Regions from separate parts of the Macaca mulatta genome. Here region 2 is linked to region 1. The links are chromatin contacts, called in public Hi-C maps. All regions are on one chromosome and are shown on one strand. Each heading gives the region's core, a stretch centred on a gene start, on an enhancer-like site or on the middle of the called end of the contact. The rest is flanking DNA. Distances are from core to core; before and after follow the strand shown.

Region 1 (7,278 bases), core at 4,264-6,763:
TCTTCATGACTGCGGCCCACGGCTGGGAAGCCACTGAGGCCACCCAGCTGGGCAGCTGCAGTCAGTATCCTCGCACCCACCTCTGTGCCCTCTGCCCCCACACAGCTGATCCCATGGGGCTGCAGGCAGGTCTCAGCAGATAGTGCAGCTGGGCATCTGCATCTGCAGCAGGTTTCCAGACGACGCTGATGCGGGTACAGCCAGAGGTAAAACAGAGGAGTGGTCAAGAGCATGGGCTGTGGGCCTCTGTTTGAATCCTAGCTCCACCCAGCTCGCTTTGGGTCCTACAGCAAGTTATAAACCCTCTGCCATGTCCTCTGCCATGAAATAAAGATGACAGTGACAGTACTTATGTCATAAGGTGCTAGTGACAATTAAATGACATAAATGCTTAGCACAGGGCCAGGCACTCCATACACTCTCAACAAACATCATCCAGTCCTGACACTCAACACCAGCAACAAGCCCCTCAGCTTCTAGGAGCACAGCGAAGTGGCTCTGTTTCTTCTCTAACAGCTGCAGGAGGGGCAACCCTGCTCTCAGAAGCCCAGCACTGCCCCAGTCAGGGCTCCCAGGTGCCTGGGACAAGGCGGCCACTCTGGAGCCAAAGTTGCCAGTACAGAAGCTGTGGGCCATGGTGCAGCACCTGTGGAGGCAGCTCGGGGGTGGGTGCAGTCCCCCTCTCCATGGTCCTCTGCCCACCTCTCACCCACCATGCTTTGGGTGATCCCCTGAAAGGCTCTGAGAGGTGGGCAGGGCCCAGATCGTCATCCCTTCACAGGGATGAGGAAACCAAGGCTCAAGACGCTATGTGAACTGTCCACAAAGAGCAGAGCCAGGCCTGCAAACAGGCCTCCTGTACTACCAGGTGAGCCATAGAGTGCAGGGGCAGCTTTCCTCCCGTCCTCAAGTTCAGGCATCCAAGTGGACAGAGGCCCTGGCCACTGCCTCAGGGCTTCCCCTCAGACCCATAGAGCTAGAAAGGCCCCAGAGAGGGAGCCCGACATCCCCGGCCCCCACCTATGCTAAAAGGCCCCATCCTGGCCCCAGTCAGAGGGAGGCAGGAGCTGGGAGACAGTTGCTTGGGGGAACTGGCAAAACCAGAGCCACTGTTTCACCTGATCTCAGGCTTGGTGTCCCCTTCAGGGAGATGATGGTCCCCACTTCCAGGACTAGCTGGAGGGTGGAGAGGGAGGAGCTTAGGGAGCCAAGGGCTTGGAATGTGTGGAGGGGACCAGGAGGCTGGCTGGTCCCGAGATTGAGCAGAACAGACGAGTCGGACCCCAGCAGCTCTACTCACCGGGTGGCCCCAACCAAGGAGTCAAAGCAACTCCCCACAGTGGGGCACTCCGCTCTTCAGCCCCACAGAGGCTGTGGAGGCCCAGTGGATCTGAGCTGCTGGCTCACATGGGTGGGAGTAGGAGCAGCTCTCCCCAGGAGCAGGGCTGGAAATCCAGCCTGCCACGGAGACGCAGGGCTTCGAGGATCAGCAGAAACCTCCCTGGAAATCTGCCCTCTTGGGCAGGATTGGAACAAGACAGGCAGCTCAGTGTGGGGGTCCTGTCACACAGCGGGCCGAGCTGGCGGTGGGCAGACAAGGAAGAGCCCACCCCCTCAGTGAACTTCTGATTAGGATGCTGAGTAGACCGAGGCAGAGGCTCACTCAGGCCCCTCAGCTCTGACCTGGCCTCCCAGAGGACCTAGCCTCTGCCTGTGCAGGGCACAGCCACCCCCTGTGAGGCCTCAGTCAGTCGGTGCAGGGGAGAGACCCGTTGAGCGCTTTCAGGCAGGCCAGAAGTACGCAGCCCCAGGCCACTCCCAGCTGCAAGCTGCATGACCCCAGGGGGCGCCTCCCCACACTAAGCTGCCTCTGTCTGCGTACCTTCAGACACTGGGCTTAGGAAGTGAGGCAGAGAAGACAGGTGGCTCAGAGAAGGGCCAAGAGGCCAATCCAACCAGAGCAGCTCTATGGGGCCTGGAGCTCAGTCAACAAACAGGGCAAGACTTCACCGCCTCTTGGTCCCCACCAACTGACTTCCAGCCCCCAGCCCTGCCCCTTAGGCCGGCTAAGCACCAAGCAAGCCTCAGGAGAAGCCATCTCTGCCCACTGTGGCCCCTGCCCACCTCCACCATGCTGCCTAAAGCCAGGGAGGCCCCTCTCCTCCCGCTCTTTCTAGTCAGGTGCAGAGGGAAGCCCTGCTCACCCCTACCTTCTCTAACGGACCCTAATTCTCAACGGGCTTGGACTTTGGGAAAGGACACTGAGTTCTAGAAAAAGGTATTGTTCTCAGCCCTGAATGTGAGGACTCAGATTCATATCCCCTCAAGGTATTTTATATATTGGGGTTTTCCACTCATCATTTATTTTTTCAGAGTCCTGCAGCTTTGCAAGGGGAAAATGAAAGGGAAAACCCACCCCTAAGAGAAGCTGAGGGAGAAGGGAGTTAGGAGAGTGGGGTATGGCCAGAAACTTCCCTGTGGCTGGCAGGCTGGAGTTGCAGGGGCTTGGAGCCAGGCGAGTGGGTGGGCCGAAGTATCAGGACAGAAGGAGATGCCATGGGGACCAGCTGAGACACCAGCAGGGCTGAGCCCCCAACTCCCTTTGTCCAGGTCCCAGGTGAGGAGCTTCTGTTCCAGACAGCATGGCAGGCTCTCAGATGGAGGGGTGGCCTCAAGCTCCTTCTTGCTCCCATCCTCCCCCGCAGACCCAGCAACTCCAAAACATGCCTTCCTCCCTGCAAACAACCAAACCCAGCGGATCCCAAGGAAAGGGTAAGAAACCTGGTGCCAGGAGTCCTTGGCTCAACCAGCCTCCCTCCAACCTATAAATAACCCTCCTCCCTCAGTGGCCAGGAGCCTCAGCCACCCAGTGCCTCCCCAGGCAGGGCTTCCACACAGACCCAGGGCTCACATGTCAAAACTCAAGGCCTCCTCTCCAGAGAAGCAGGGCATCCTCGTTCCATATGCACTGTTTTCTAAGGAGAATGCGCTGCAGCCAGGGGTAATGGGAGCCTCTGGAGGGTGAAAGAGGCTGAGTAGCCTCTGGTCAGGAAGGTCTCCTTAAGCAAGGGAGACCTCGGACCTGCACCCCGGCTCTCCCGACCCTGCAGCCTCACCAGTCATTCTGGCCACAGGAACCCTCCCCACAAAGCTGACCATGATGTCTGGCATCTCAGAGTGAGGCTGGAAGTTATCCACACATCAGGCAAGGGGTCCAAGCCAGATCTCATCTAGACTTTCTCTCCTAGTTCTACGATCCTACTGAGAAAATCTTAGAAACCACCCTGTGAGGTCAAATGCTTGCTGCTGCCCGTTCCCCAAACCCAATCCCTCTTTACCATGTTTTCCAGATCTGCGTGCAGGTGTACAGTTATTTATACATTTCTTTATATGGAGTCATTTTTACTTAAATCTATTTATTGAAAATGTCACAATAAATAGAATGCCAGTACCACCTGTCCTAAACAATAGGTAGCCAATAAAAATATACCATTAAAACAAAAACAGTGCTATAAAAGTCTGGAATTTTCCCCACCTGCCCTAAGCCTAAGTCCTGCTCCCTAGGCAGAGGAGACGTCGGCAAGTCTTCCACAGGCATCGGAACATGTTGGCATCCAGCTGAGATCTTCTCGGCATAAAGGGATTGAGACAACTGGGAAGGGCATCACGTTCTTGCTCTGATTTTGTGCTACTTAATGCAAGCCCCATTCCACCTCAGAATATGTCAGGGGAGCCAAGGGATCTACCCACACTTTGGAAATGCTGGACTAACGTCTCCCTCTGCCTCATGCTTACCACAAGGGGAAACACACACCTGTGGTCCCCTCTCTGATCACACTTTCGAGGCACCACCAGATCCCCTCCCAATATGCCTGCTCTCACACCAAGGCCCAGCAAGTCCCTCTCAACAGGCCCACCCGCATCAGCCCCCAGAGGTCACCGCTGACTCAGGTGGGACACCAGGTAGACAAGGCCCACCAGGAGGAGGCCACGAACACCAAGCATCATGAGCAGGAAGAGGAGCAGGATGGAGGTCACCGGCTCCACAGCATGGTTGCCGAGATGCCACTGCGGAAAGCCCATGTTCACCAGCTGCCGGTTGAGGTCATTGAAGGGGGACTGAGCAGCACCCAGCCTGGCACCTGCCTGCTGCTGGCGGGGGCCAGGACCTCCTGGGGGAGCACCATGGCCCCTGTTGAGGAAGCTCTAGAACATGAAGACAGAGACAGATGAATGAATCCTTGGGTTGAGGCACCAGCCAAGAGGCAACCTCTCTAGGCTGCGTCCTGCCCTTCCTACAGCCACCCAGGGTCACACCCTCCTTTCTCAGCAATCCCCCATGCCACTCATAAGAATCCCAACAACCAAGTCACAAGCTTTCAGAGCACAAAACATGCCAGTCTATATTCCTTACATCAGGCCCAGGACAAAGGAGAGAGGAAATGGTTGAGGCAGGTTGGACTACAGGGCATGGCTCTAGGGCCGGCATTTTTAATATTTATAATCACTCCTTTCTTTTTTTTGAGATGGAGTCTCACTCTGTCACCCAGGCTGGAGCGCAATGGCACGATCTCGACTCACTGCAACCTCTGCCTCCCGGGTTGAAGCAATTCTTCTGCCTCAGCCTCCTGAGTAGCTGGGATTACAGGCATGCATGACCACACCTGGCTAATTTTGTATTTTTTAGTAGAGACGGGGTTTCACCATGTTGGTCAGGCTGGTCTCAAACTCCTGACCTCGTGATCCGCCCACCTCAGCCTCCCAAACTGCTAGGATTACAGGTGTGAGCCACCGCGCCCAGCCACTCCTTTAAAATAATTATTCTGTGCCCAGGGCTCATCTCCTCTACTTCCTCTCCAGCTTCTCTGTCATGTAACTCACTCTTAAAAGAAAGACGCCAGCTCCAGTGAGATTTGCTAACCAAGTTAAAGGAGAGAGAGCTCTTGGGTGTGAAGTCTGGGGAGGCTGCCTGGAGAAAGGAGATCTGGGGAGGTAGACAATAAGCCACTGCATCTTCCCGAAGTCTTACCCAGCGCTCTGCAAAAAGGGTTTCAGGCTAGAAAAGGTTAGTGACCAGCAAGAGAGACTCCTGGAAGCTAGGAGTAAGCCAGTACACAGGAGGTCATCTGTCCCACTCCACAGGAAATGAGTACCTACCTGTCGAGGAGTGCTACCTCTTGGTGGCTGGGTAGTGGTCCTCACTCGGGGGTCGTCATCCTGCACGATTTCCCCATTGGCCAAGATCCGCACCATCCTCCCAGGCGCTCTGGGTCCCTGATGGGCTGCACCTGCATTGTGTGGTCAGGGTGGGTAGGCTAATGGAAGCCAAGTGGCGCAGAAGTTCTCCCCACCACAAAACCTTTAACTGTTAGTGATCTGGGACCAGACTCATGAAGATCCGTGGAGGATTCTTCCCCTGACCTCAAAAAGCCTGAAGGAAAAAATTTACCAGAAATTGAGGGAGGCTTGCGGTCAGTGATGCTCACAGCGGTGACCCACGCTGAGCAGATGCTATGTCTGATTCACAAAAAGGGGAGAAATAAAGGCAAGGTGTTTGCCAGGCAAAAAGATTTCAGACATGGAGTCCACCAGGAAAACTATCAAAAGGATCCTTGGCAAAGGAAGTTTTATTGCCAATCACTACACTGCCAACAGCACAACTGGGACTGAGCCCCTGCTGTGGCCCACGCCCCGTGGAAAGTTCATCCTGCAAGGCTCACCTCACTCAAGCCTCACAACACTCCCCCGTGGAGGGTACTAGCGCGGCCACTGTGTCACAGGCAGAGGCACAGGGAGACTTAAGTGGCCTGCCCGGGATCACACCTATGGGCAGCAGAGAAAGAACAGGAGGCCAGAAGCTCTGGTTCTAGGGCCCTCTCTGGGTACTAAACTGGGAGTCCAGGGCACCAGGATCCCCAATGGGGTTCCACTTCCCTTCCACTAAAAAATGGGTCGAGTGTGTTGCTCCCCCAGGGAGTCAATGTCACCACCTGGGCCTTCCCCAGGAACACCCAGGGAGATGGGGGTCACTTCGGGGTTACTTTACAACCACTGCCTGGTAGCGGCAGACCACACTAGCCACCATGCACCTCTGGGCTGGCTCAGAAAAGCATACCTTTGCTGCAGAGGGCACGCCCCTCACCTGTCCCTCACTTCGCAGGAAACACCAGTCCAACCTTGGCTAATGGGCCCAGCGCCCAGCCTTCCCAAAATATGGGAGGGGGGTTGCTGCGGTGACTCTCGAAAGGCTCCACTCCGCGGACGCCTGGACTGCGGGCCCCTCCACTCCTCCCCTTGAGTCTGGGTAAACGCCATTCGTTCTCAGGAGATAAGCCTCAGTGTCCATCTACGTTCTAGATAGCACTGGTGACATATATGCCAAAAAAGGTCAGGAGCCCCTGTTGTCTCGCCCGTAGTCCGGAGCCCGGGCCAGGCGCGTCCCCCTCCTAAAGCCCGCTGACCCTGGCGCAAGCCGAGCAGATGGTGGTCGCACGCAGTCCCTTTGTGCTTTGTCATCGCGCGGCCCGCAGGGTGGGCCAACCGCGGGCCCGGCCCGCGGCGCACCTGACATTCCAGGCCGGGGGCGGGAGGGACGCTGCCCAGGCCGCCACCCCAGCCTCTGGAGTCCGACACCGGCTCCAAGTCCCGGTCCAGGCTGCGGCGAGGGATGCGCTCCCTCCCCGGCGCGGCGACTCACCTGCAGGCGCGACTCCCGGCCTCGGCGGCGTCCACTCCCAGCTGCTCCAGGCGGTTTCCTCCCACCTGACCTCACAGGAAGCGCGCGCCAGAGGGGCGCGGCCCAGTGGTGGCGCACATCGCCCTCTGTAGGCCGCCTGAGGAATTGCACCTGCTCGGCCCAGGGTTGGGGGCGGCGCGGGGTGGTGGGGTTGGGGGAGGTGGGGCGTGGGAAGGAGTGGGAGGTGGGGATGGAGAGAAGAGAGGATGAGAGGAGAAGACACATGGAAAAGAAGGAGAAGAAGGAGGAGGGATAAAAGAAAGAAAAGGAAGCAGAGTTCACGGAGGAAAAACCCAAGGGGTGGAGGCGCAGTGGCCTGGGAGGAAGGGCGGGCGCAGTCTCAGATGACCAGTGTACGCTTGCTGAGCCAGCTCTGTGGATGCCCCTTGAGTAGGATCCAACCCTGCCCTCGAGGAGTTCCAAGTTCAGCGGGGAAGATGAGGCAGGAACGGGGCAGACCCCTCTATAGCCTTCCAGGAGAAGATGCGTTTGAGCTGGGACAGGAGGGTAGGTAAGGATAGGTAAGGTCACTCTTGGCAGAA
Region 2 (7,448 bases), core at 1,810-4,309, 400 kb after region 1:
CCTCAGTCTCCTGAGCGGTTGGAACTACAGGCATCTGTCATCACACCTGATTTTTTTTTTTTTTTTTTTTTTTTTTTTTTGAGACGGAGTCTCGCTCTGTCGCCCAGGCTGGAGTGCAGTGGCCGGATCTCAGCTCACTGCAAGCTCCGCCTCCCGGGTTCACGCCATTCTCCTGCCTCAGCCTCCCGAGTAGCTGGGACTACAGGCGCTGCCACCTCGCCCGGCTAGTTTTTTGTGTTTTTTAGTAGAGACGGGGTTTCACCGTGTTAGCCAGGATGGTCTCGATCTCCTGACCTCGTGATCCACCCGTCTCGGCCTCCCAAAGTGCTGGGATTACAGGCTTGAGCCACTGCACCCGGCCTAATTTTTTTTTTAATTTTTATTTTTGTAGAGACTGGTCTCACTATGTTGCCCAAACTGGTCTCAAACTCCAGGACTAAAGCAGTCCTCCCACCTCAGCCTCCCAAAGTGCTGGGATTACAGGCATGAGCCACCAGGCCTGGAAAGAATAGAATTTAAGTAAAATGGAAATGGGTGAAGATGATAAAATTCAAAAAATGGACACCACATCCTTGGCACATGACTGCTCTGGGTCACTAGAGCATGGGCATGTGCCTGAAGTAGGTGCCACCAAAGAGGAATGTGCTTCCTGGGTGGGCAGTTCTAGCGTTTGAATCACTCCTAGAAGGTGCTTGAAATTCACCCGTATGTCTTGACAAAATGACTGATTCCAGGGCTGGGGCTAGGAAAGTGTGACATGAGCCGGGAACATCTTACAGTGCCAGGAAATAAGGAATTATTTAAAGAGTGATGGAACATGTCAAAAGGACACAGGAGCCAGCTTCAGGGGCTTCCTTTGCCCAAATCTGAAACAATTTGAGCATCAAAATAAAAATGGACAGCAAACATGGAGGGAAGGTCCTGCCAGAGCCCCCACCTGCTGAGTGATGAGGCCTCCGAGAAAGCAAGGCGGCCGGCAGACATGTGAACACAAGGAGTTCGGCTGCGCCTGCCTTCTCCTCGCTGCCCAGGTGTGTTCTGCGGCCACACGTCCGAGTGCTCTTATCTTCAGTGCCTTTTATGCACATACGTAACCCAGAAATACTGACTGAATTAGAATTAGGGTTATTAGGGTTATGACTTAGGGAAATCTTTCAATGTCCTTGGCTCCTATTTCCTCATTTGTCAAATGAAACTGAAATACAAGCAATGCCTTAGAAATTTGTTGTAACGGGGCCGGGCATGGTGGCTCACGCCTGTAATCCCAGCACTTTGGGAGTCTGAGGCAGGAGGATTGCCTGAGCTCAAGAGTGCAAAACCAGCCTAGCCAACATGGCAAAACCCCAACTCCACAAAAAATACAAAAATCAGCCAGGCATGGTGGCGCATGCCTGTAGTCCCAACTCCTCTGGACGCTGAGGTGGGAGGATTGCTTGAGCCTGGAAGGTGGAGGTTGCAGTGAGCCAAGATCGGGCCACCGCACTCTAGCCTGGGCTAGAGAGTGAGACCCCGTCTCAAAAAAAAAAAAAAAAAGAAAGAAAGTTGTGATGGATAGCTAGTCACAGCTGGAGAGCCTCCCAGGCAGCCAGGGGACCTGAGTGATTGGGCCCTGCCTGATGCCGATGCCCAGATAACAGCAGAATGGAACTCACATTTGCTTTCCCGGGTTGAGAGAGCCGAGGTCCAGCTCCCTGTCGAACTCGGTGCGAATGTCCTCCAGGGCCCCATCGTCCCCGAAGGCCCCCCACTCTGTGTTGATGCACATCCTGCCCTCGTCGCCCTCCACCAGGTCAATGTTGCTCATGTCCTCCATGTAACACGCATTTGTGCCTGTTCCTGAACCAGGGATCAGAGAGAATATGCAGAGAGAAGGCTCCCAGCTGGGCACAGACAGAGAACTCTTGACGGCTGGGGAGTCCTCCTCAATGTACCACAAAGTGCTTTTCATGCCCTGGGGGCCGGCTCTCGCTGGGGGAAGCAGCTTGGGCAAGCCCCAAGCACATGGGGAAAACAGCTGACATGTCAAGTCTGCACTTCTCAGGGTGCTCAGGCTTTGCGGTTCTGAATGGAGTCAATTGTGAAGAAGTCCCCTGATGAATATGGATGAAAGCTGACGAAGCGCTCTTACAAGAGGATGATATATGAAGCTAATCTTGTAAATATTTTTTTCAGAAAATCACCAACCCAGGGTAATTTTGAAAATTCTTTCCCTATGCTACTTAGCTTCCTCTCTATTTGGTACTAAAAATATTCTTTACTTATGGCGTGCCACAAATTGTTTCTAGCAGAAGCTGCATGCTTATCTTAGACAGTGATTAGCTACCACCTAAGAAAGCAACACTCCGTTATGCAAAACACAAAATCGCTCCAAGGAAATGCCTCAAACACTTGAGCGCTGGGGAATGACTGCAAGTGGGCACCATCTTTTTGGACTCTTTTGGGAGGATAAAAATGTTCTAAAATCAGATTGTGGTGATGGTTACAAAACTGTATGTTTACTACAAATCATTGAATCGTACACCTAAAATTGGAGGACTTTTATGCCTCAATAAAGCTATTTGAATTTTCGGGGTTTTTTTCTTTTTTTTAGTATCTTTCCTTGGCTGATACTCTGGTGTGAGTATTTTAAATGCCAACATGGAAAATGAGAAATGTAGAAAAACAGAATGTAATGTTTGGAAAAAGCTTTTCTCAGAAATGCACAGACACTGTTTAGGCGTGGCCCCCCAATCTGTGGTTACCAGATGCAGCCACAGTGACAGACGGGTGCCATGACTGGCAAAGGCCTGATCCATCCCGAGGCTCCTGGAAACAGAAGGGCAGATGTCCCTCAGCTTTAAAGACCTGCCCTTCGGGAAAGCCAGGCTGAGGAGGGTCTTGAGGGACATTAAGAAAAAGCAATTCAGAAGAACTTTCCCCAGGAGGGGTAAAGGAATGGGAAAAGGAGAGGGGGATATTCAAGAACAACCTATAAGTCAGAGCCATTCAGCTTTACTGTACCCCAAATGCCTTCCCACACATTCCTCCGGCAGATCCCCTGGCTCTGGTGTGGAGACCACCCACTGGACACCCCCACTGCACCACGACCTCCCGGTCCAGAGCTGCAGTGCACCTTGCCTGACAGTCCAGTGGCCTCTTGGATGGTCGCCCTGCTTCCACTCTTGTCCCCAGTAATTGATTATCCACACAGCAGCCAAAATGGGCTTTTAAAAAATGCACATCCGGCTTGGCGTGGTGGCTCATGGCTGTAATCCCAGCACTTTGGGAGACCAAGGTGGGTGAAATCACTTGAGGTCAGGAGATTGAGACCATTCTGGCCAACACAGTGAAACCCCATCTCTACTAAAAATACAAAAAATTAACCAGACGTGGTGGTGGGCACCTGTAATCCCAGCTACTCGAGAGGCTGAGGCAGGAGAATTGCTTGAGCCCGGGAGGCAGAGGTTGCAGTGAGCCAAGATTGCGCCACTGCACTCCAGCCTGGGCGACAGAGCAAGACTCCGTCTCAAATAAAAAAATAAAATGGGCATCCATTTATCCATCCCCCCCCCGCAGAGTTCCCCAGTGCCTTCCAGTCTCCCTCAGGGGATAAGCCGGTGACCTTACAGTGACTGTGTCCACATCCTGTGCAATCTGCCCAGTCTGTGCACTCCCTCTCACTTGAATGGCCTCCGACTCTCAGCCTTCACTCACCTCATCCAGACACCACTTGGCTATTGGGTTCCCCCAGGACCCCCTCCCTGGACCCCTTCCCGTCTCCAAGCCTGTGGGTGTCCTCTTTCCTTTGCCAGGGACTCCTTATCCCCGGACCTCTACCTTGCCCCCTGGTTTGCATCACTGAGGTCCCGGCTCAAATGCCATCCCTCAGAGAGGCTTCCCTGACGCCTCATCTCACTCACAGTCACATCACTCTCTTTGGTGTCTTTTTTTCTTTTATCACGCTAACCACCACTTGAAATTATCTTAATAGTTTAGGCTCTCTGGGCCTCTCACCCACCTCCCCACTGAAAGTTCCCGGAGCACAGGAACTCCCCACTCAGAACCCAGTGCCAAGCCCAGGGCCCGGCACACAGCGGGTGCTCAGTAAACACTTGCTGAATGATGGATGAATGGATGAGTGAATGAATGAATTTTTCATGTCCCTATGTTGCTTCTCCTAAATAGTGTCAGTGCCCTTCCCACCGAATTCACTCATCCCCAATAGTCCCTTCTGCCCCACCCTCAAAACACCAGTCCAACTGAGTTACCGATGATGACACCAACTTCGCAGTAGGGGTCGTCATAGGCACAGGTCATCATGGTCCCCACGGTGTCATTGACCACGGCCAGGATGTCCACGTCCATGTCCTGCCGAACACAAGGCCAGAGGGCATCAGCGGGTGGGAAGGAGGTGTTTCCCTCCCTCCTTCCCCACAGAGGCAGCGGGCAGGGAAGGTGGCTGCTGAGACATCCCTAGATCCTGCCTGCTAGGCCTGTCTGAAGGAGGAAGACCTCATCAAGGTTCAGGGTCTAGGAGAGAGAAAGAGCCGACGGGAGCTGAAGCGGGAGCCCGTCCTCCTGCTTTGCGAGTGAAGGCCTCTGCAGTGGAAATATGAGGGACAGGCCACTAAGACTCCAGCCCTTGCTTTTTGTTGTTTTTTTTTTTAATTTAAAAAATTTTAGTTTTTAATCTACAGATAGGGTCTCATTATGTTGCCCAGGATAGAGTGTGATGGCTGTTCACAGGTACAAACACAGCACACCACAGCCTCAAACTCCTGGGCTCAAGTGATCCTCCTGCCTCAGCCTCCCGAGTAGCTGAGACTACAGGCACACATCACACCCAGGTTTCAGCCTTTGTTTGTGGGACCCTGAGAAGACATCGAGGAAAGCATGTTTATCCTGGGAGCAGTGGCATTTCCAGGAGAAAACACCAAAGTCCTCACCCACGGGGACATCTCAGCCAGCAGGCACAGACTCGGCCATGTCCTCCCTATGTGTGGCTTGGTGACTTCCTGTCTGGATTTCCTGTTCTGCCAAGTCGGCTTGGCTTATTGCACCAATATCCCCCAAAGTTTGGAAGAACATTTTAAAATAAAATGAGAGCCAGGCATGTGGCTTTTGCCTATAGTCCCAGCTATGCAGGAGGCTGAGGTGGGAGGATCACTGGAGCCTAGGAATTTGAGGATGGAGTGCCAGGCACTACCAGCCTGGGCAACACAGCAGGACCTCATCGCTAAAAAAAAAAAAAAAAAAAAAAAAAAGCAAAATGAAACCCATAAGGGAAAATGCAGGCTATAAAAGAATAAGATCCCAGCTTTAAAGAAAAAAAGACTGGAAGGCTATGCAGCAAAACATGCCTCTTGCTGTCAGGGTAACAAGCAATTTGGGTTTGTGTACTTTTCAGCTCAGCAAGGAGTGGGTCTTGCTTTTGCAGTAGTTTAAATTATTGTAAAATACATTCAACAAATAGGGATATTTAATGGACAAAGAGTGGACAGTGAAATACAGAACCAGCCTGGAAAGAATATGATCTTTTTGGCCTCAGAGAGGAGGGCGTGCAGGGCCTACACACAGCATTAGATCTAACCAAGACCTCCGGAAGAGGGCTGTGGCTGCTGGGGAGGCCCAGGGATGAGCTGGCCACCTTTCAATAGGGATTTGTGCAAGCCCCGCCTACCAAGGCTCTGTGGGTTCATCCAAGTTGGCCACATCTGTACTACAGTAGGACTTTTTCTAAGATCAATTCCTTCTCTGATTCTCCCTCCAGGCAGGCACCATATGTGACCCTTCACCCCACCCCCACCCCCTCCAACCCAAGAGAAAGGAACTAGGGCTGGGAGAGCCTCTCACACGGAGGTGAATTCCTCACCTTGTGTCTCCTCATGGCTTTGGTCAGACGGCTCACCACATCCGTGTCCTGAACTCCTCGTGCCTTAAACTTCTTTGTCCATGAAAGCAGGACACCCTGGGAGAAGATTTCAGGTCCAGTTTAAATGAAAGAGGTGCTGAGATGCGCAATGTGCAACTGAGCTGCAGAAACTTCATGCCTACATGCATCCCCCATGGCCTTCTCTTCTCTAAACTGAATCCCCCCAATTTTTTAAAACATCACTTCTGCAGCCTTTTCTAATAATTTAAATGACTGTATTACTCTCATCTGAGTGGTTTGAAATATATGGTAGCAGAAGGAGTAATTATTGAAAAGTTAGAGCTCTTGGATTCATGAGACATTAGACAAGCCGTTTAACCTCTCTGAGCCTCAGTCTACACCTCTGCAAAATGGAAATGTACCTCCCTACCTCTCTCAAAGGAATGCTCTAATGAAAATACCCGGTGTATTAAACATGCAGAACGCATGGTTTGCCAGGTCCACAGAACAGAACTAACATGGTGGAACCTTGCAGGACTGTCTCAGGAACTTAATTTCAACTTAGAAAACTGATTCCCAACCAGGCAGAGTGGCCCGCACCTGTAGTCCCACCTGCTTGGGAGCCTGAGGCAGGTGGATCACTTGAGGCCAGGGGTTCCAGGCCTGCCTGGGCAACATAAGGAGACCTCATCTCTTAATAAGGAGAACGAAAGAAAAATGGTACTCAATTTGCATTATCAATCATTGCTTACAAATGGTGTTTCCTGAGTTTCGTGTCTGAAATCGCAAATAATCATATAACATTTCAGACCGGAAGAGAACTTGGAAGTTAAGAGAATCGCCCAAGTCTTCTCAGTCAAGAGCAGCTGACCCAAGCTCACAAACTTCCTGACCACACCTCCTCCATTTCCCTCAATTTATGGATTTTAAAACCCTGAGATTGAGAGAGGGAGGAAATTGCTCTGAATCTCACCGCAAGTGAAGGACAGAGCCCTAGCAGAACGCAGGTCTCTGACTCTGGACCAGCCCTCAGGCTTTTTCCCTGCACCACAGCGCCGCCGTGTGGTAGCTCTCCCTAACTTCTGCCCTCATAGGCTATGACAACATCCCTGCCTCCCCGGACAGAGCCGGAAGAGATGCACAGGGTGGCTTTCTTCAAAAATCCTTGTTGCGGGGAAGGTGGATGGGGGAAGTGAGGGATAAATGCTTGTGATAGAATGTTAAATAAAAAAGGCAATTCCATACAACTGTACATTTTCTTTTTGTCTCAAATATTTGGTGACTGGAATCAACCATAGATTTCCTAAACTATAGATACAGGATAACACTTGTGCTTAATATAGCTATGAGTAAAAGAAAAACCCACAATTCTAGTGGTGGGAATAGTTGAATGTTGAAATGAGTGGTGATTTCTATTTTCTTCTTTAAAAGTTTCCATTCCTTCTCTCTTTTTTTTAACCTTGAAAAAGTATTACCATTTATTTTATTATCAGAAAAACATGCACACACACACACACACACACACACACACACACACACAGAGAGAGAAATTTCTCTTTGGTTAAGACTTTCTGTTCCCGACTGGATTAAGAAAATG

Evidence for each region. Hi-C and Micro-C count contacts between places; a contact is called where the count stands out from the background.
Region 2: a contact with region 1 is called in a Hi-C map of fetal cortical plate, with 3 times the contacts expected there. The contact joins the enhancer-like site here to the promoter of FAM241B in region 1. A contact is called at or near these places in 2 of 14 Hi-C or Micro-C datasets (fetal cortex germinal zone and fetal cortical plate).

What each region holds. Positions count from the first base shown.
Region 1 is chr9:79,994,427-80,001,704 of T2T-MMU8v2.0, forward strand. FAM241B (family with sequence similarity 241 member B) reads right to left here and starts at 5,514. Exons shown (of 3, transcript NM_001194460.1): 1 at 5,450-5,514; 2 at 5,158-5,288; 3 at 3,750-4,206. The coding sequence starts at 5,253. The coding sequence ends at 3,937.
Region 2 is chr9:80,396,877-80,404,324 of T2T-MMU8v2.0, forward strand. It overlaps HKDC1 (hexokinase domain containing 1), which reads right to left. Exons shown (of 17, transcript XM_028826569.2): 5 at 5,852-5,947; 6 at 4,248-4,347; 7 at 1,653-1,836. Among named protein-coding and RNA genes, the nearest start is that of HKDC1, 21 kb to the right of the region's middle. Within about 2 kb of position 3,060, at least 11 of the 40 cell types and tissues checked have an H3K27ac peak or open chromatin away from gene starts, as enhancers often do. A contact at or near this core is called in fetal cortex germinal zone and fetal cortical plate, where this site is marked.